Regions from separate parts of the Mus musculus genome. Here all the other regions are linked to region 1. A link is a contact called in public HiChIP or PLAC-seq and promoter capture Hi-C data. All regions are on one chromosome and are shown on one strand. The core of a region is the stretch at or near the end of the contact, and the rest is flanking DNA. Distances in the headings are between cores, read along the strand shown. Region 1 holds the start of Slit2 (slit guidance ligand 2). Region 2 has its middle 930 kb from the start of Slit2. Region 3 has its middle 710 kb from the start of Slit2. Region 4 has its middle 660 kb from the start of Slit2. Region 5 has its middle 590 kb from the start of Slit2. Region 6 has its middle 550 kb from the start of Slit2.

Region 1 (3,115 bases), core at 238-2,737:
ACGAACCCTCTAGCAAATCCGATTCCAGTGGAAAGAGTACAAGGCTGAGGAGGGAACTTAAACAGTAATGGTGGCCCTGATCAAAGTGGATTCCCCCGAAGCTAGAAGGCGCAAGGGCCTGGCAGGTCCAAAGCAGAGCCCTCGGAGAGACTGGTCATGGCGCGCGTGGGGGCGCACCGGGTATTCAGACAGCCTTGGGGGTGCCGGGCGGTGATGCGGGGCTCAGGGCTCAGCTCCCGGGGCCTCTCCACTCCTGCGGCACAGCAGCAGCCTCAACCGTCTTCTCCACTTCCCGACAGCCAAGGATGGCTTGCACACACACATGCACTTCACTGGAGGATATCTTGGCAATCCCGCCTCCCTCCCGGCGTCCTTGGCGACGCTCTGCACCAGGGCCTGCCCCTGAGGTCACACAGAGAGACAAAAGGGCAGTCGGACTGCTGCAGCCTTGCAGGAATATCCACTAGTCCTCACTCCTGCAGTGGGGAAAAATCCAGTAAGCCAAGTTGAGTAGGAAAGGTCCTCTAGCTTGGGCAAGATTTGCAGATAGGCGAGCCCAGAAGAGCAAAGCAAAGACTAGGTGTCCGCGATGCCAGTGCTGCTACTGTGCCCTGATGGATGACTACTAGGTAGAAGGCAGAAAGATGGGGATCTGCTACCCTGGCAGACCCCAGGCGACAACCGAATGGCAGTAGAGTGTGCGCGCTCTTGTCAGCCACTCTGGTCTCCGGGATACGCCGCAGCTCCGCAGCACACACCTGACGGCACAGGTAGAAGAAACAACAGCCAACAGCGACGTCCTGCTGTATGCAGCCTCTCAGCCACCCCTCGGGCAGCCCCTACAAGTGGGTCCTCAGCCTCAAAGTGCAGGAAGTTTCCCCAGGCGTTGGATCCGGTCACCCACTGTCACGGGAGGAGTCCAGCCGCAGACGTTGAGATGCCGCTTAGCCCCGGACGTTGCACCTGACTCGGCGACCACAGACTAGGCAGCGCTTGGCTTCCAGCCCCTTCCCCTCTCAGGGAGGCTTTCGGCACTCGCGGTTCCCGGGAGGAAAGTGGAGAGAGAGGGAAGGCGGAGACTGAGCAGGGACTGGCGCTCCAGAGCCCCAGGCAAGTGTCTAAACAATAGGACGGACTCCGCAGCCTAAGTCTCGCCTGGCTGCTGGAAGGTGGGTTGTTGTTGTAACTGGAGTTGTCCGCTCTGGCTGCTGGGCGCTGAGCGCAGCCAAACAAAAAGACCCCAGTCCGCGCCTCTGGAGTCGCCTGTGGGCCCCCGGGACGTCCCCTTTTTCTCCTCAGTACTCCCGCAGCCTCAGGAAAGCTCGGCAGCTCCGGCCTGCGCCCTGAAGCCTGGGCGCTCCCATCCCTCGCCGCCGCCGCCGCCTCCTTCTCCTCCTTTTTTTAAACCACCGTCTGCGGCAGCCACAGCCGCCGCCTCCTCCAGCCTCCGCCGTCCAGGCGCTCCGTAAATAAATAAGCCCAAGTCCGAAGTTAAAGCGGCCGCCGGTCTTTATATAGCAGCCGGAGCCCCCGCCCTTGGCTCCGCCCCCGCAAGCCTCGCCCCGCCCCCTGGCCGCGCGCGGAAAGCCTGCACCTCGCCCGGGAGAGGTGAGGCCCAGGCTGGCAGCTCCGGCTGCAGACAGCGGCGCGCGTTCCCGTACGCCCCTGCTCGCGCCCAGACTCCTAGGATCCAGCAAACTTGGCCACCAGAAAGAAGAGCTCGGGTCTCCTCCACACAACTCCTTGGCCTCAGAGCTGACCAGAGCCCAGAAACCGAGGTTCCCAGCGGGAGAACGAGGAGAGGGGCAGCTTTGAGGACAGCTCATAAATAAATGGAGAAGGCAGAGCCTCTGTTGTAGCTTTTTGAGTCGCGATCCTAAAGGGGACCGCTCTGGGCTTGCAACACTGAAAGAGAGAAAGAGAGAGACAGCGAGATTATGATTTTAAAATTAAAACAAAAACAAAACAAAACAAGAAAACTCTACTGAAATAGATCTGCCTCCGTGAGCGCGCATTTTATCCCCCCCCCCCCCCCCACACACACACATTTTGTTTGGGTGGCTTCAAAGTTTAGAGTTGTAGCAAGTTGGGAGTAGTGTTTTCAACCTTCTCTCTGGCCTTCCCATCCCTAAGCCACCGTCTTCGGTTAACCCTTTCTTTATAATCACTTACTTAAAAAACGCCATGGTGAGGGATTTGGTTGCGTGGGCACTATACAAACTCACACAACTCCAAGGGTTTGGATAGGTCCCTACGGTTTTACTCTCTTAGCTGGCAAAGGGAAGAGGAAGTAAATCCTAGCGATGCCCATTATACTAGAAGGCTTTCCTTAATTCAGTGCCTAACTGGACACCCCACCCCCATCCCCACCTCACCCCTACCCCCATCCCCATCCCCACCCCTGCACTGTTTTGAAAATGAATTTCCTCCTTCCTTCTTGTCTCTTCAGTGTGATGTCTGGCAGTAGTCAGCATCTCTCAGCAGACACCAACGCCGCTATAGGTTTGAAATAACAACTAAATGAGTCAGCTTCTTCCCTTGCTTTTAATTTCCTCATCTTCTTTGCCTGTAGTCACGTTCTACTTTGTGCCAGCCCCTACCATAAAGTCAGTTTTACAGTAAAGTATCATTCGTATAAAATATCTGACAAACCTTGACCGCGAAGTCGGCCCAGTTCTCTTTAGCATTTTTTGGCATTTAACAAGCTACCTGTAACTTAATAGGTTTCCTGATCAGTGTTTTATTTCATAAATATGAACCGTGAAATCCCTCCAACATCTTTATTTTTGCCTATTTAAAAAATTTTTTTTCAGGATATCTTTCTCAGGTCATTTTGCCTGCCACTGAGATCCAAAAGCCCTTCAGAAGATATTGTCAAAGACAGGCTGTCCCCTCATAAAGTAGATTGGAACTCTTGGTATTATTCATTTGAATGCCATTTATTTGTATGGCACCATTCTTAAAAAGACTTCAGAACATTTGACATTCATGCATTCATTTGTCCTTCTAGATTTTTGCTTAAAGGTCTGTTATATAACTAACTTCCTTGAAAAGAAAAGAGACACCATAGTCACGTCTCCTTATGACTTGAAACACAGAACACATGTCTGTTGCA
Region 2 (3,115 bases), core at 223-2,722, 930 kb after region 1:
TTAACACAGTTCCATAAAAAATATGATCCCATAAATATAATCAATATTAAGGTTATTTCAGACTCACTCAACCATAAACAGTAAGGCTGAAATTATAAAATACCTATATATATATTCAAAGAGGAAAGGGAACCCCCAAAGAATTTACGGCTGAAAAGTGGCAAGAACACAAATGAAACATTTTAAACTGTAACTTAAGATGTCTAAACAGGGTTTTTAGATTTAACTATAGGACTTAAATAAAGTAGATTTTTTTCTTTTACAAAGCAGCTGATACTTTAAAATAAAGTCTATCATGTTCTCATGAACTTGTAGTTACACAGCTAAGATACACTGACATGTTTGAAACCACAACAATTTATCTATATGTTCCATCATGATAGCTGCTGTTGTTACTAAGCTGCACATCTATTCCAAGCTGTTAATCACTATGGACTACATTTTATGGCTAAGATTCAAATAGCTCCTCCATGCCACACTCTTCTGTCTGTGATCATAGAGATACATGCTTGTTAGGAAAATCTAGTCACCCCTGGTCTTCATGCATTACTCTACTGGCTGGTGTGACACCCTCACTGTTGACACCATATCCACTAACACTCACTCTTCACTGTCTTTGGCATCCCTGCTTCCAAATGAGCATTTCCCCCTTATTCTTTACCTTCATGCTGGGCTATAGGTCTGTATTCAAAGCGATTGCAAACACAGCATCTGCCCAACTTCTATTTCATTTGCTTACTAAGTCTGAGACTCAAACACAAGCATGATAGCTGGGCTATCTCGTTTTGTCAGGGTAAATTTACAAGTTTTCTTACACAAACCATGACACGCTGTGAAACTGCTGGGTGTAGATTTGGAAAAGAAAAAGACGAAGGTGGCTTCAACTCTAATTTTTAAAGTGTCCTTATTGTCCATTTTGTTTCCTCAATTTCTTTGTTCCCAATCTTGTAGAAGTATAAAAGCATCTACCACAATTCAAGGACTATGTTGAAATGCAAGAACTTATTTATAAACAAATGCTATACACTGCCAAAAACAAACAAAAAACCCTACAAAAATCATCAGGATTCATTGGTGACCAGATAATATTTTCTTTTAGTTGTATCTTTATAGCTATTTTATCTCGTGCACATAGCAACACCATGAAATAAACCAAAGGACACTAAGTAATTTGCTTGGATCCTGGAAGCATAATCAGTGAACTTGGACGCCAGGCAGCTTCGTTCCAAATCCCAATTTTTATACTCTCTGCACTGTTTAATTCCTTTGCTCCCTCCTCTTTTAAGGATGCTACTTGTGTAACTTTTGCAAGTCATTTACATCATAATGTAGACGGTGGGAACCATTGGTAGAAACACACAATGAGAAATGAAGGCAGATTCTTGGAGCCAAAAAGTTCTGTCAAAGTCATCTAGGTGAACCCTTGCCTTTCAGAAAGCTCACCAAACCATTCCAGACATGCTGTCAGGAAAGGAATTAGTCGCTCTGCTAACTCCTTCTCTGCTTAACCATGCTTGCTAACCCCCAGAGTCCCCCCTTACATCGCGCCAAGTCCCTCCAGCTGCAATTTATGCCCTGCTTCTACTATTGTTGCTTCATCAAAGAGCAAAAACAGCTGGTCTCCAGCCTCAGCATAATCACCCACTAGATGATGGAGGTGGTTACCAAGTCACTCTCTAACAACTTCAGCCCAAGCCTTACAGCCAGACCTGTTTACTGGGCAACTGACAGCCAGAGCAAGTAGAAGAAAATACATTCAAACATATTCACACCTAGTAAAAACCTGGGCAGGAAAGCTGTTTTAGGAATAGATGTAATCTCCAGTTCATATTGCAACTAATCTTTTGCAATTGTTTTAAATCTGAAGCACATTCAATAATGGCCAGATATCACTTTTATGCAATTTGGGATTGGCTTTATCTGAATTTGTGGTAATTAAATCAAGAAATCCAAGGTGGGGAAAAAAAAAAAGGTTTGGACAGAGGCCAGCAGGATATTTGATCTAAGGCCCATGTGCCTGAAATTAGACATGAAAGTTAAAACTGTGCTGTCCTTAAATCATTATGGCAAATGAAGGGGAAAGATCTGTTTGCTAGAGAGACAGAGAGACAGAGAAACAGACAGAGGCAGACAGAGAGAGAGAGAGAGATAGAAACAGAGAGAAGCAGCAGAGACAGAGATATTGAAACAGAGAAAGCAGCAGAGACAGAAAAGAGACACAGAGACAGAGGCAGAGAAATAGTCACAGACATGAGACAAACACAGGAGAGAATAGAGACAGAGACAGAAATAGAGATAGAGATGGGGTAGGCTGACACCCAGTGGGAATTGCCAGGGACAGTGATAATTTCCAGAAACTTTCCACACTGACTGAAAAGCTGTTTGCTATGACAGTATGAGTGAACAAGAATGGACAGATCCCTATAATTACGAACTCCACTTCCTGAGAGATTGCCTGTGTGTCTGAGGAAATAGAACACAGTATACATAGAGTAGTTTTAAAGTCAGACAGCACCTTCAGTTAAAACCAGGTAGTTATATAGCCTGCCATTCATTGTTTTCTTTCTTTCTTTCTTTCTTTCTTTCTTTCTTTCTTTCTTTCTTTCTTTCTTTCTTTTTTCCAATACCTTTTAGAAGTTGTGTCTCACTTGGAATGACTGTTCTGAGATACACTTTTCTCCACTAAGTCAATGGAATCCTTTCCTCCACTAAGTCAATGGAATCCTGAAAACATGGTTCTTAAAGAATGGGAATCACACTCAGGCTCCAATAATAGTTTGAGTCAAGAGGATATGAAGCAATATATTTTTTTACCATTAATTATTCTACCCAATCAACCATCAACACAATAAAAACGAAGACAGTTTCAACCTAGTCATGAGCTTTATTTGACCCATACATAAAGAACTTCTAATACTACCTGGCACATAGCTTGACAGATACTGAACATTACTGCCCATCATTACTATAGAAAGCAGCATATGATTTGACTAGACCGTTCAAGAATAACAAAATTAGGGTGTAATGTGGATGACTTTTTTCTTTTTTAAATAGAGAAGACATCTCAGTGGTAAGGTATTGGAAGAAGTCAAAGAGGAATGCTACACTCCTGACT
Region 3 (3,115 bases), core at 408-2,907, 710 kb after region 1:
AAAAATGTTATTTTGAAATGTAGATTTAAATATCTCATCTATGGTCTTACTGAAATAATAATTATCCACACAAAGCCTCAATTTTCCCTTTTGCAAAACAGAAATCATAATATCAATTTCAAAACTATCATCATATATTTAGGAAATCTCTTATATTATAAAATTATAAGAATTTTATAACACACTCAGGTAGAAGTGTCAGTCTTTAAAGGAAAGCAGGAATAAATAGTGTTTTATCGAAGAAAACAATGTGTAATAATTTCTATAGGGATTAAATTAGCCCCTCAGAAGCTGTATACTCAGCTTGCCTAACTAGCTGTCAGAATTTAGATATCAATGACATCATTTGAAGAGCCCTTCACATCCTTTCATTTCTAGTCCATCACCATCCCTAGGTTTCAGCTCCCAATACCTAGGAATGATTTCTAGGAGTTTCTAAACAACGAACCTTTTATGGAAGGATTTCAAAAGCGTTGGTGAACAAAGCTTTAAAACAAGCCTTCAACTCACTTTTTCAAATTGCTGCTATTTCTTAACTCCCACAGTTTGGAAGGTCATTATAAAAATCTGGAAACATTCATTAAACTAGTTGTTATATGCTTTTAATGCATAGGGTCTTGATCCCGAAAGCTGTACGACATGCAAAGTAGATCTAACTATGTGGCGAAGTTGACAGGTAAGTAACTGACTGCCTGAATGATTTGACTATCTGTTCCTTAGAGCATATAAATCCACTGCTCCTACACAATCCTCTTTTGATGTCAGGGTAAAGAGACTTTGCTTCTCTGCGCCCTTAGATTTTTAGGCAGAAATTATTGTAGAGGTAATCACAGTGCTGACATTTATTTATAGATGTGCGGTTTCCCACTATACTTCGGAAACCATGCCTGAATTTCCTATGTTTTAGAGATAACTTGGCAAGATGTGTGTGAATGTTAGATGTCTCAAAAGCTTTGATGAATGAGTAAGTGGAATTCCAAGGAGACATTGGTTTTGTTTTGTGTTTTGATTTTTTAAAGTAAGGCCTCCAGAGCTGATTGAGTTTTCAGTAAGCATTTTGCAAGTTATTACAAATGAATTTTAGATAACTTCTTAGGAGTGGCTACAACAACAGATAACTAAGAACAAAGCCATACACTGGGGAAAGAAAATAATACAAAGAGGGGAAATGCCTCACAGAGAGGGAGAAGGCCTCATAGAAGGAGAAGGCCTCACAGAGAGGGAGAAGATTTAACAGAGGAAGAGGCACTCATAGAGGGAGAAGGCCTCACACAGAGGGAGTCAGACTCACAGAGAATAAGAAGTAAGAGAGGAGGAAGCCTCACAGAGACAAAGAAGTCCTAACAGACAAGTGGGTCTCACAGATGGAGAAGCCTTCACACCGAGGGATAAGGTCTCACAGACTTCCCAGAGAAAAGGGAGACCTCAAAGTGAGGAAGAGGACCTCACAGAAAGGAAGACTTCCCAAAAAGGGAAAAAGGCCTCACAGAGTGGGAAGGCCCAGAGCAAAGGTGGAAGGCTTCACAAAGGGAAAAGGCCTCACAGAAAGAAAAGCCCTTACAGTGAGGGAGAAGGGCTCACAGAGAGGGAGAAAGCCTCTCAGAGGAAGAAGGCCTCAGAGAGGGAGAAGGAAAGAAATGTCTCATATTTCCTACCACCAGTGTTGTGCAGATAAGAGATCAAGCATATCCTGTTTTACTAAGATAAAGAGAGTGACATCTGACACATTACCAAAGAGGTTACATGTTTTTTTCCCAACTTATTCTTCACCGAGACCCTAAAAACTAGAAAGCTTAAAAAGTCTGTTTCAGAACAGGCACTAGGGCCTGCAAAAATTTCTCAGAGGTAGCTCCTCTTAGTGGCAGGATCAGGTTTAGAGGAGTCAGCCCCTTCCTAACCTAAGCACCCTTTAGAATTCAGAGAAAGCCTCTGCACTGTGTACCTACAGCTCTGTCCTGGGTGTCTGGACTGGCCATTCAAAGCCAGGAAGTGTAACTGGAGCCAGCGCAGAAACACTCCTGTCAAAACTGGTGCAAAGGTCATGCAGAGGGCAGATGGCAGCAGGTAGGAGAGAGGATGGGGAGGATGTTTACATGCCCCACATGTTTGGCATAGTAGACACCCTCTGGTCTCTTAAACTTGGCAGGGAAGAAAGAATATCTTGGCTAGGATAACTCTGAATCCGCACGTATTCTTGGTATTGATGTACTTTCGTCTGGGTGGGAATGACAGACATCTTTTGTCCAAGTCTGGCAGGTACACAAGAGAAGACACTGCCTCGACACAGTGCAACCACTGACAACGCAGACACCCATAAGCCCCTAAGTAATACAAACGCCCTCCTTTCCTTTGATCCACAATTATTCATAAAAATATCCAATATGCTGAAATGCTGTGTGATTTATGAAGCAGCTGCGCTCCAAATACACTTAAATCCTCCCATCTCTTGTGGAAAAGAAAAAAGGGGATAGAAAACAGCTTGTATAATAAGCAAGTAAGGATGCCAAGGTCAGAGCAATAAGCATCAAGATAACTCAGAGCTGCAAAAGGCAGGACTGAGTCCAAGACAAAGCTGATCAAGGGGAGTTGAGAGTAAAACGCCAGAGATAACAAGTGTGCCCTGAGTTCAAAGAAACAGAACAAGAAAAGAATATTTAATATATCTAACACATGTCACTTGCTTATTGCAGATAATATTCTGTCTCTGGGATTTTTTTTTTTAAAGAATTGCTTCATTTATTGTGAACTTGGCATTGTCCAGTTCTGTCAAAAGTGAGCTAGTGAACGATCTAAGAGCTAAGGGTCTCCAGTAAGGAAGTGAAACACAGAGGTCCCAGTATCTACATAGACACATTCAAAACATGCTACAGGATTCTGCTACCCATCAAACAAGGTGTAGTGTCAGGATTCAATGGGCAGACAATTCCATGTATTAAGTCATGGGCTTTATCCGTAGAAAAAAGGAAAGGGACGTGGAAAGAGCAGCCTGGCTCTGAATCGGAAGAATCAGTTACTGATATAGTATTAAAAAATATGTGGTGCTATAGTAAATTATCATGGACAAGGCAAGGGTTAAAATACAGACGTTATTTGAGGGTCAAAGTTTAAGAACAGA
Region 4 (3,115 bases), core at 444-2,943, 660 kb after region 1:
ACATCCTTCCCCTAAGGCTGAGTAATCTTTGCAGAAGAGGGTACAGAAATATTAAAAGAGCCAAATATGGACATTTGCATAAAACCATTATTTGGTGGGTATTACAACACTAGGACTGCTGTACATATGAGCTCATAGTACCTGTGTCTATGTGCACAGAAACTGAAAGGACAAGACAACCCAGATCCCAGCATGATAAAGAAAGAACTCTAAAAACTGCACCCTTAGATGAGGAGCTATTGGTAAATGATGTTTGCTGGGGGAGGAACAATCAGGTTTATTGAAGGCAGTCTAGAGAGACTTTGCACACTCCAGTACATGTTTCTATACCCATTGCCCATAGAGGCAACAGTAAGTGGACTCACTAGGTTTCAAAAAATAAATCACAAAAAGTAGAGAATGAAAAGTAATGAAGGAGATAAAAAGGGAAGTGGGGGTTAGATTTGATCAAAATACCTTATATGAAATGCATACATTTTATGGAATTCTCAATACATTTTTGAAAAACGAGATTGTCTTCTCATGTTTGCTTGCAGGCCAGACAGGAAACGTTTTACACACACACACACACACACACACACACACACACACACACACACACATACAGAGAGAGAGAGAGAGAGAGAGAGAGAGAGAGAGAGAGAGAGAGATGCAACATCAGACACAAAACTTTTGTACTCCGAGCTTAAGGAAATTATGGAAGAGTGTGGTATCACATTTTGCTGCCTTTTGAAAGACCCCAAATTCAAGCATTTTGAGGATGTTTATGGTTGCTATGATAATATTATTGATACACAGTGAAAAATTTCACCATAACTCAACTGACAAAAGATGCTTGCTCTTTAAGGGTGCCATCAGTTGCCAGTTGTCACAGGCTTAGGCTGTCGGAACAGAGAAGTTTGAGATAGCTGTCTGCAGAAGGTACATCCTTTTACTCCTTAAGAAGTTTGTAAATGACAAACCTGAAGACATGAGATCACTATAAAATAAGGTACCCAATTTATTTTAATAAAGATGGTGAGCACAGATAAGAATGAACAGGAACATGTAAAGAAGTAAGTAAGGCTTCAAGAAGAAATTAGGATTTTCCCGTTTGGAAGTGAAGAACAGCCACATGAAGTTGATTAGGCAGTTTAGAAGGGCAAGAGATTTGAACAGAATTTTAAAGGACTGGAAGGATGTGGACTTTGCAAACAGCTGATTGAAGGGCTGGGTACACTGTAAGTGAAAGAGATGAGCTGCAGGAATGGAAAATTCTGCAGCTGTGCTTACTGCGACTTCTAAGAAAAGAAAGAACTGTAATGATCCTTTAAAAATAACCTGAAGGCATGGAGACATTCTGTGACACGTGGTGACATTCACCTTTGATCCTTGGAGCTGCCCTGGGGTCGAAGATACCTACCTTGTCAGCTTCTTTAGTATCTCACTTGCAACATGTGAATTCCCTTCCTGGAGTTTAGAGAAAGCATTTCGAGCAGCACAATCTCCTCTTATGAAGTTCAAATTCTAGCAGCCTGACATTAGTAACAAGAGATTAGAGGTGTGAACTTCCTCAATATATGTTAACAAGGTGCTAAATGTGAAGGCCAATTATAGCTACCCCTAACTTCCTGTCTCCTGAATGCCCAGTGACTGAGCATGATCAGGGTAAGGCTCTTGCCCTGTGGTATTTATAGGATTCTCAGCTGAAACATATTGGATTCCTGAAAGTGTGGTTGTGGATTCCTTGGGGTATTGAGGAATTTTGTAGGCTCACCATAAATGCTCCAGATGCCTTCCAGAACACCTGGCAATAAATTCCAGCCCCTTGGACTTCCCCTTTCTTCTGATGTAAGGTTATTAAATATGAAATATTACATGCTGAAATGCACATAAAACAGCCTAATTAGTAAGAGGAGGAAGTGAGGGCAGGGGCACATATGCTAAGAATGGGATCACGGAGGGGCTAAGGGCTATGCTTTGTAATTGCAAAAACACAGAAAATCCTACCCCCTTCATAGACTTGCTTGTATAACAGTCTTCTCTGTTGATCTTGTGTTGTTCAAGCAGGTTCAGCAGTCCAACACAGTTAGTATTAAGAATTTTACTTTTCTCCTAAACACAAAACAAAAAACAAGACAAAACAAAAACAAACAAAAAACACTATTTTTTTTTATTACAACAGTTTTACAAGGAACAAAAAAAATTACAAGGAAATAGTCTAGTGATTTCTCATATGGCCCTTACCATACACTCTTCATCCAAATGTTAACACAATAAAATGCCAACATGCAGATTCAAGCCACTACAGGAAATTAAGGATCTCTCCCTCTCTCCTTCTCTTGACCTTAGTCTCTCTTCTTATGCATTTCTATTTCACCATATTCCATATAATGTTGTAATTAAGCTCTCTGCCATTCTGGCACAGTAAGCTCATTAATATGATATTTGTCTTAGATCCCTGAATGCTGCTCTTTGTACCTCCAAGTGATCACTGAAAGCAGACATTAGAACTCTTTTAATCTGTTGATTTTTAGACCCCATAGTGGAAAAGACCTTGATTCAAAAACGTAAACACTGTTTTCTCACAGGAAGTATGAATCTATATTATGTTGCTATTTACTGGGCAACTCTCACCACCATCTGTCAGACAGAAATAATAGAATTAGAGACCGCATGTTTAAAGATAGATTCATGGAAGAAAAGCATATATGTATACACTATGTGACACACTGTTCCTATGTTTCCTACGTGACCTGACCTGGAGCCCTTCACAAAGGAATAACTAGAAACACACACACACACACACACACACACACACACACACACTGGAGCTTGTATAACTGTAAAACTTGAATCAGAAAGCAAATGTACATTGTATAATGCTGAATGTGCTTTGCGAGTATTTGTGATTTTCCAAGTCTGTATATATTCTTTTCTTCACATTCCTGGAACACTCCTTTCCTCTAGACACAGGGAAGAAGAACCCCCTTGGGGAAAAAAGGTTCTATGATTCACTTTGGAGTAAGAATTGATGTTGGCCTGATTTAGAGGAAATAGGTGAGAGAAAGATCTTACTGGCCTTCCTGATTATCTTAGTACTCAATTGCTGTGAAGAACACCATAATCATAGCAA
Region 5 (3,115 bases), core at 393-2,892, 590 kb after region 1:
CACATTTTTCAGAATTTCCTTTCAGTATCTTTACAGACCTATTTTGTTTATATTTTTAAATTTAATTTTGTGTCCTAATTACTCATCTTGTTTTGCCTCAGGAATACTCCCTAACATACTATATAAAAATCACATTTAATTGGAATATACGTTTTCGAAGTGTTATTTTATATTTTTGTTCTCAGCAGTATACTCATAGATTTTATGTTTAAATATAGTTGTGTAGTAGCTTTGAGAAAATGACATATTGAAGTAATACAGTGCTTTCCTTTCAAAAACAGAATTCAAGCATTGTGAAGTAGGCAGCAGAGAAGACCACTCAGACACAGGTTAAAATCAAGAGAAAGTCTTTTTTAGACAGGCAGTGGGTGACTACCCTGAACGACTAAGACTCAAAGATGCAACCTTAGGCTTTCTCAAGGTAGGCTTTGGAGCATAAGAATTGCATCCTAGGTTGACACACCTAAAATACCAAGAAGAGATACGCAGAATCAGAACTATAGAAGCCAAAATAGCAAGATTAAGACATTTAGGGACTTTGCCAGAACTATGGACTTGGATAGATCCTGTCTTTTCCTTATTTTGGCAGGAGATACAGTCCACGTGTTGCCTCCCAAGGCCTGAACTGTGCTCTGTCATGGTCTCAGTTTTGCTATGGTCCCAGAGCCTACTAAGATCTGGAGGCCTGTTTTACAAGATTAGTTAATATATGATCCAGGTAAAACTACCAAAATCACCACTAATAGTACAAGGCACTCAGTTAAAAGTGTGTTTCAGATAAATTACAATTTTCAAGTAAGCATTCACCTTGTAATATTTAAGAAATATTATAGAGCTGATCTGTAGGACATAGTTATAGTTAATGTGTTTACTCAAAATGTAAGTTAATTGATCTTGGATGTATTCTATCTGACATCTTTCCCCAAGGATGGCTATATATTTAGTTGTAAGGGGATTATGACTTGCAAAGGTTTCCACATCTTCATTGGACAAACATAAGAGGTTCTATAGTAAGCAAAGATGAAGCTACAGAATGAGAGTCAGTTTACAGACGCACTGGTGCTAATATAGACCAATTATAATGGCCATCTTGAGCAGGTTTACTCTATTCACAGCCAAATCAGAAAAGACAGCAAAGGAGACTACCTTGGAATAGAACCTGAACCCAATATGCTAGCTTTGAAAATGGCGGGGCAAGAAGCCAAAGGAAGTGGGCAACTCCAGACAATGGAGAAGGAAAAAATAGTGAAGTCTCCTCTCTACCATTCCATAAAGTCCACAGCATGATCTAGCGTGCCATTCTGTCTGGCAACGTCCTTGTTGCTTTTTACCCACAAGTGGTTGCAATGCATTTGTATACTCTTAAGAGGATATTCTGTGGTCATTTTTGTCTGGTGCCTACAGAAAACTTATTTGTACAAAGCTATCAACATCTCACTTGAGTCCCATAATGGGATAGTTTTATACAATACATTCTAAACTCCTAACTCAGTACTACTTTCTGGAGCGAAGTACCTTCCACTTTCTCCCCCTGGTCATTTCTTTCTCAGATGGATACATTCCACCTGGCCTCCTCCACTGTTGGGAAGCTAACATTGTTTTGTTCGTTTGTTAGTCATCGCGTGTGAAAGGCTTGAGGAGCAAAAAGGCAATCAGCGTCTTAGAGCATTAGTCATGAAATTAACGTCAGCAGATGCCACTGGGGAATCACAGTGCAGAGCAAATCAAAGACAGCTGAGATAACCAAAAGCTGTTTGCGTGGAACTTTCTAAATCTGAGATGACATTCAGGCCCCAGTACCGCTTTGCAGGAGTTCAAAATAAAAATCCAGGTTTCAAATGCACCGTATTTATCAATAGTTATTGTATTATAGGTGGTAAATCTAAAATGATTTTGTTTTTGCAATATGGCTGTGAATACAAGAGAGGCCTCTCACTGAAGGCTGAAATCACCCTGAGTTCTGGGAATGACTCCTAGCTCACAAGTTTGTGATGAGGCTAGGAAGATTTTTATGGTCCTTTAAAGATGTGTATGTTTTACAGAGTATTCTCACAGAACCCAGGTCAGAGATGTAGTAAAAGTCATTAAGATGGAGTTCTCATACTCAAGAGGTTCAAGGTATACAAGTTTAGAAAAAATAACTGTTGTACAAAGCAGACACTGTTCTCACAAAAGAGCAGACATTGAGGAGCGCAATGGCAGAGTTGCCACTGCCCGAAGGCTGTCCTGAGGATGGAATGTCTGGCCTGGAGATCCATGGCTGAGCATGGGTTTTTCAGATGAATATACAACCTGTATTAGGAAACAAGAAGATTTTTGTCCAAAGAACACTCATTATCAGATACATATATCTGCAAGTTCTGATGCATGTGATATGCTAATTAATGTTACACGTATGCATCTGTACAAGTGGCAAAGGACTGAAAAATGGATACTTCCATTTAGAATATCAGTAGGAAGTTGCTTTATTTATTGTAGACAACTTGTTTTTCCTTAATAACATTCTTTGAAGGCTTCTCTTCACTTAGTATTTTGAGCTAAGCATTAAATTAGGTAATTTTCATCTATTACTTTTCTTCTGAACATCTTTGCAAGTTTAATCATTTTGTGGATGCCAGAAGTGGGCTGTGCGCACAGATTGCTTATAGATATGGTTGCTGACCTATGGAAACCAGGGATAGAGTATGGTTTGGGTAACTATGCCATGTTCAGTTTTGAACATGCTGAATTTGAGATTCTGTGGAAGTATAGAAAGTATCTACACACACAAACACACACACACACACTTTTCAAGTCAATTTTGTATCAGGAAACATTGCCTTGGAGATTATTAATAGTATATATCAATTATAGCCCCAAATGCTGATCTAACTTAAGGAAGAAGAAAATGTAGAGAGCTTCTAGTGGAAATAAGCACAGGGAACTCCCATACAGATGTAGATGTAAACTGGAACAATATCCTAGAGACACCTGTGAACCAAAGTGAAGAGTGATGGCTTGCACAAAGATACAGCTTAATGGCAGAACACAAGTGCATGTGTTTAGCTTGCCCGAGTCTCTGAATTCAATCACCAGGATTTTGTTGTTTGTGATACATAAAAGAAACATGGCAACA
Region 6 (3,115 bases), core at 328-2,827, 550 kb after region 1:
TTTTGAAATGACATTACATTTTTTTTTTGTTGTTGTTGTTTTGTTTTGTTTTATTTTTTTGTTTTTCGAGACAGGGTTTCTCTGTGTAGCTCTGGCTGACCTGGAACTCACTCTGTAGACCAAGCTGGCCTCAAACTCAGAAATCTGCCTGCTTCTGCCTCCCAAGTGCTGGGATTAGAGGCATGTACCACTACTGCCCAGCTGATATTACATTTTGTATAGTTTCCTTTATGGTGTTTGTATTTTTTTTTAAGTTTGCTATTTGGACTCTAAAACTTTCAGGTGACTTTCATTAAATGTATAATGAAATTCCTAACTCTTTAACATGGCTTAGAAATACATAAACTGGGGTCACCTCATTACATAGAACCTTTCACCTTCATGCCTTTCACCAAGACCTTTGAAATAGCACTGTCTTGATTTGACTTTATCTATAAAATTTATTGATCATTATTAGGATTATCATAGTATTTAGCATGATTCTTTGTTTAATAATATTACTAATTAACTATGTTCAAACATGTTTTATGAAATATTTATCAAAGCATAACTCAACATATCCACACACACATATATCCACATTCAATAAAGTGGGTAACTATAAACGCAGGTATTTCATTCGGCATTAGCTGGACTATTTTAACCTAGTTATTTTTCCGGTTATGTGTATTTTTACTATGAAAAATTTAACTGTGGATTTCAAAATTATGTAATTTAGGTTTAGCAATCATTTCAAAGCTTTCACCTTTCTTAATTTTTAAGTACAGAATCTGTTGATTTTACAAATATAAGACTTTATTAAGGATCCTACCAGCAAGAACAGGAGCAAAGGTGGATAATGTCCTTTTCTGGTGTCTTCTAGCCTCATCGCCTGGACCTAGTCACCACATACCACGTGGACTCCGAAAAGCTTTCCCACCTAAATAGTACCAAATGTGTGTAGCTTTGCTTGGCACATAGTGTTGGTGGGAATCCAAGGTGTGCTCATCAACTTCTCCATAAGTAAAAAAGTGATCATGCTAGCATTATAGACAATATGCTAGAGGAAATAACTGTTTCATCTAGGTTAATCTGAGGTCATGAGAAAGAGCCATACTTGGATGAAATTAAAGATACTGAAGCATATGAGATAGATGAGAAAAAGATTGCCTTCTCGGATGCTTCAGAAACTGTAATTAGTGGTCTGCAGTGACTGGCCACAGCAGTTCAGGCCTTCCTTCAGCAAACAGCTGTCTTTCCTTTTTAAGAAGAGCTATATAAGGCAGGCATACCACATGGTCTTCTTTAAAGAGCTAGAACTTTTTCTCTATATCATACTTTAATCCCTTCCCTTTCCTTCAGAAGCTGGGAGAAGGGACCTTATCAAAGAGAGAATTAAAAAAAAAAAAAAAAAAAAAAAAAAGCTTCTGGTGTTACGATTTCCCAGACAACCTTCTGGAATCCTTAAACAAAAAGCCAGATTCTCGCTCGCACCGTGAAGTGGTTTGCCCTGGTGTTTCTACTCTGACAATCTCTCCATAATACCTCCAGGCTGTGTGGACAAAAGCCAAACAGAACTGTCACCTTTGCCCTGTGCTTGCAGGCTTTGAAGATCCCTGTTGTCCCTGTGAACTTGTAAATGTAGCTCCATCCTCCTTCCCACAGGCAACTCTGGGGCCTTGGAGGTACAAAAGGAACTAGACAAATGGCTCTTCTCTTCTAATTTCAGCAGAACTGTAAAACCCAGTCTTCTGTCCCATAATTGCTTCAGAGATTCGGGCTTTCCAAACTCTGGGTCAAGCTTCAGTTGCACTGCAGGAAAAGATACGTTTCACACTCTTGCCAGGATAGCTATTGTCAGAATGAAACACAGATTTTTGTTTGTTTGTTTGTTATCGGGACACAAAAGGAATTCCTGGAAAGATTTTTCCAACCATCCCACTTCTCAGTTTGAAGAGTTTCAAGCATGAGAGTGTTTAGTTGAAAACACAACTTTCAGATGGGCTTTTCGGAATTTTTGGCTGAAGTCAATGGAAAATCATGCTGCATATTACCAAAAATTACTAACAAAATTTTTTAATCAATGAACTATAAAAATATTGAAAATAATTCATTGTCAAGAATGCCTGAGGAAGATAGCTCAACCAATGTTTTAAGCCCCGAGGAGGCACCAAAGACTTATGTTAGGTAATGCCAGCAAATCTCTGTACATATGCCATGTGCCATCCACGCATATTAGATAATCCAACTCAAAATAAGTATTATGGAATACTGTGATTGTTATTTCAGATCTACAGATAAAGAAGCTGAGGGTGACTAGGTAATAATTTTCTCAAGATAATAAATTATTGCATTCTGAAGTAAGAACAGCAGACAAAGTCATACAAGGACACCTTTAATCCCAGCACTTGGGAGGCAGAGGCAGGTGGATTTCTGAGTTCTAGGCCAGCCTGGTCTAGAAAGTGAGTTCCAGGACAGCCAAGGCTATACAGAAAAACCTTGTCTCCAAAAACCAAAAACCAAACCAAAACAAAAACAATAACAACAACAGCAAAAACAACCCACCCCCAAATAAAAAACAAGGACACATGCACCTCTGTAAACAATTTCAGCCTCTGTTAGACACTGCACTGTTTTTGTTACTATCATTTTGCCTCCTAACAGGCTCTGGGTAGCAGGCACCATCAAGAGAATGAGGTCTTAATCAGCTGCACATGACTTCAAATCTCTGTTTCAGATTCAAATTCTGTAGATACCCGACTTTACTGTGTTCAAGTCTGCATCCTGCCTTTAAAGGGGTTCAGAAGCAAGTGTCTGGCCTCTGAAGTGGGACTCAGGTAAGAATAAATATGTGCAAATGAGGAATTGAGTTCAGATGCCTAGCAACAAGAGGCATTGCACTCTATTATAGTAATAGCTAATACCTTGGATGGGAAGAAAATCTAAATCCTACTTAAAGACTACCATACAATTTAGAAAAATTGCCTCTGCAATAGTATTAATTGCTTTCAAATGTAAGTGGCCTTTTCTTGAAAAGACACCATTTTGAATTTTATCCTAACCATAAACAGTTTATAATCAGTGGAAAGACAACCTGAAGAGACTAATTGCATGCTTTGTATGAGTTTCTGTTGAG

What was found. Promoter capture Hi-C pulls out the DNA fragments that hold promoters and counts their contacts. HiChIP or PLAC-seq counts read pairs in DNA pulled down with a chosen protein or histone mark.
Region 2: an H3K4me3 HiChIP or PLAC-seq map of embryonic limb bud shows a contact between it and region 1, with 6 times the contacts expected there. The contact joins the enhancer-like site here to the promoter of Slit2 in region 1. A contact is called at or near these places in 11 of 39 promoter capture datasets (the 3T3-L1 cell line, the C10 cell line, the HPC-7 cell line and 6 more), 6 of 484 Hi-C or Micro-C datasets (the N1E-115 cell line, cortical neurons, embryonic fibroblasts and 1 more), 11 of 115 datasets of contacts at active chromatin or transcription factors (the NIH/3T3 cell line, craniofacial prominence, embryonic forebrain and 7 more) and 4 of 9 other capture datasets (adipose tissue, embryonic stem cells, liver and 1 more).
Region 3: a contact with region 1 is called in an H3K4me3 HiChIP or PLAC-seq map of neural tube, with 3 times the contacts expected there. The contact joins the enhancer-like site here to the promoter of Slit2 in region 1. A contact is called at or near these places in 10 of 39 promoter capture datasets (the 3T3-L1 cell line, HPC-7-derived erythroid cells, embryonic stem cells and 5 more), 2 of 484 Hi-C or Micro-C datasets (cerebral cortex and uterus), 9 of 115 datasets of contacts at active chromatin or transcription factors (the NIH/3T3 cell line, craniofacial prominence, embryonic forebrain and 6 more) and 2 of 9 other capture datasets (adipose tissue and liver).
Region 4: an H3K4me3 HiChIP or PLAC-seq map of embryonic limb bud shows a contact between it and region 1, with 7 times the contacts expected there. The contact joins the enhancer-like site here to the promoter of Slit2 in region 1. A contact is called at or near these places in 6 of 39 promoter capture datasets (the 3T3-L1 cell line, the C10 cell line, embryonic stem cells and 3 more), 2 of 484 Hi-C or Micro-C datasets (induced germline stem cells and ventral hippocampal neurons), 6 of 115 datasets of contacts at active chromatin or transcription factors (craniofacial prominence, embryonic forebrain, embryonic hindbrain and 3 more) and 2 of 9 other capture datasets (adipose tissue and liver).
Region 5: an H3K27ac HiChIP or PLAC-seq map of the NIH/3T3 cell line shows a contact between it and region 1, with 7 times the contacts expected there. The contact joins the enhancer-like site here to the promoter of Slit2 in region 1. A contact is called at or near these places in 9 of 39 promoter capture datasets (the 3T3-L1 cell line, 3T3-L1-derived adipocytes, the HPC-7 cell line and 5 more), 7 of 484 Hi-C or Micro-C datasets (the N1E-115 cell line, adipose-derived mesenchymal stem cells, cortical neurons and 2 more), 7 of 115 datasets of contacts at active chromatin or transcription factors (the NIH/3T3 cell line, craniofacial prominence, embryonic forebrain and 4 more) and 3 of 9 other capture datasets (adipose tissue, embryonic stem cells and liver).
Region 6: a contact with region 1 is called in a promoter capture Hi-C map of the 3T3-L1 cell line, with 8 times the contacts expected there. The contact joins the enhancer-like site here to the promoter of Slit2 in region 1. A contact is called at or near these places in 10 of 39 promoter capture datasets (the 3T3-L1 cell line, HPC-7-derived erythroid cells, cranial neural crest and 5 more), 8 of 484 Hi-C or Micro-C datasets (beige adipocytes, embryonic fibroblasts, myocytes and 1 more), 6 of 115 datasets of contacts at active chromatin or transcription factors (embryonic forebrain, embryonic hindbrain, embryonic limb bud and 3 more) and 1 of 9 other capture datasets (embryonic stem cells).

What each region holds. Positions count from the first base shown.
Region 1 is chr5:47,981,527-47,984,641 of GRCm38.p6, reverse strand. It overlaps Slit2 (slit guidance ligand 2), which reads right to left and starts at 1,487. Exons shown (of 36, transcript NM_178804.5): 1 at 1-1,487.
Region 2 is chr5:47,051,593-47,054,707 of GRCm38.p6, reverse strand. No RefSeq gene overlaps it. Among named protein-coding and RNA genes, the nearest start is that of Slit2, 930 kb to the left of the region's middle. Within about 2 kb of position 1,472, at least 6 of the 459 cell types and tissues checked have an H3K27ac peak or open chromatin away from gene starts, as enhancers often do. A contact at or near this core is called in embryonic limb bud, where this site is marked.
Region 3 is chr5:47,272,978-47,276,092 of GRCm38.p6, reverse strand. No RefSeq gene overlaps it. Among named protein-coding and RNA genes, the nearest start is that of Slit2, 710 kb to the left of the region's middle. Within about 2 kb of position 1,657, at least 22 of the 459 cell types and tissues checked have an H3K27ac peak or open chromatin away from gene starts, as enhancers often do. A contact at or near this core is called in neural tube, where this site is marked.
Region 4 is chr5:47,321,514-47,324,628 of GRCm38.p6, reverse strand. No RefSeq gene overlaps it. Among named protein-coding and RNA genes, the nearest start is that of Slit2, 660 kb to the left of the region's middle. Within about 2 kb of position 1,693, at least 9 of the 459 cell types and tissues checked have an H3K27ac peak or open chromatin away from gene starts, as enhancers often do. A contact at or near this core is called in embryonic limb bud and second pharyngeal arch cranial neural crest, where this site is marked.
Region 5 is chr5:47,395,623-47,398,737 of GRCm38.p6, reverse strand. No RefSeq gene overlaps it. Among named protein-coding and RNA genes, the nearest start is that of Slit2, 590 kb to the left of the region's middle. Within about 2 kb of position 1,642, at least 10 of the 459 cell types and tissues checked have an H3K27ac peak or open chromatin away from gene starts, as enhancers often do. A contact at or near this core is called in the NIH/3T3 cell line, where this site is marked.
Region 6 is chr5:47,430,228-47,433,342 of GRCm38.p6, reverse strand. No RefSeq gene overlaps it. Among named protein-coding and RNA genes, the nearest start is that of Slit2, 550 kb to the left of the region's middle. Within about 2 kb of position 1,577, at least 9 of the 459 cell types and tissues checked have an H3K27ac peak or open chromatin away from gene starts, as enhancers often do.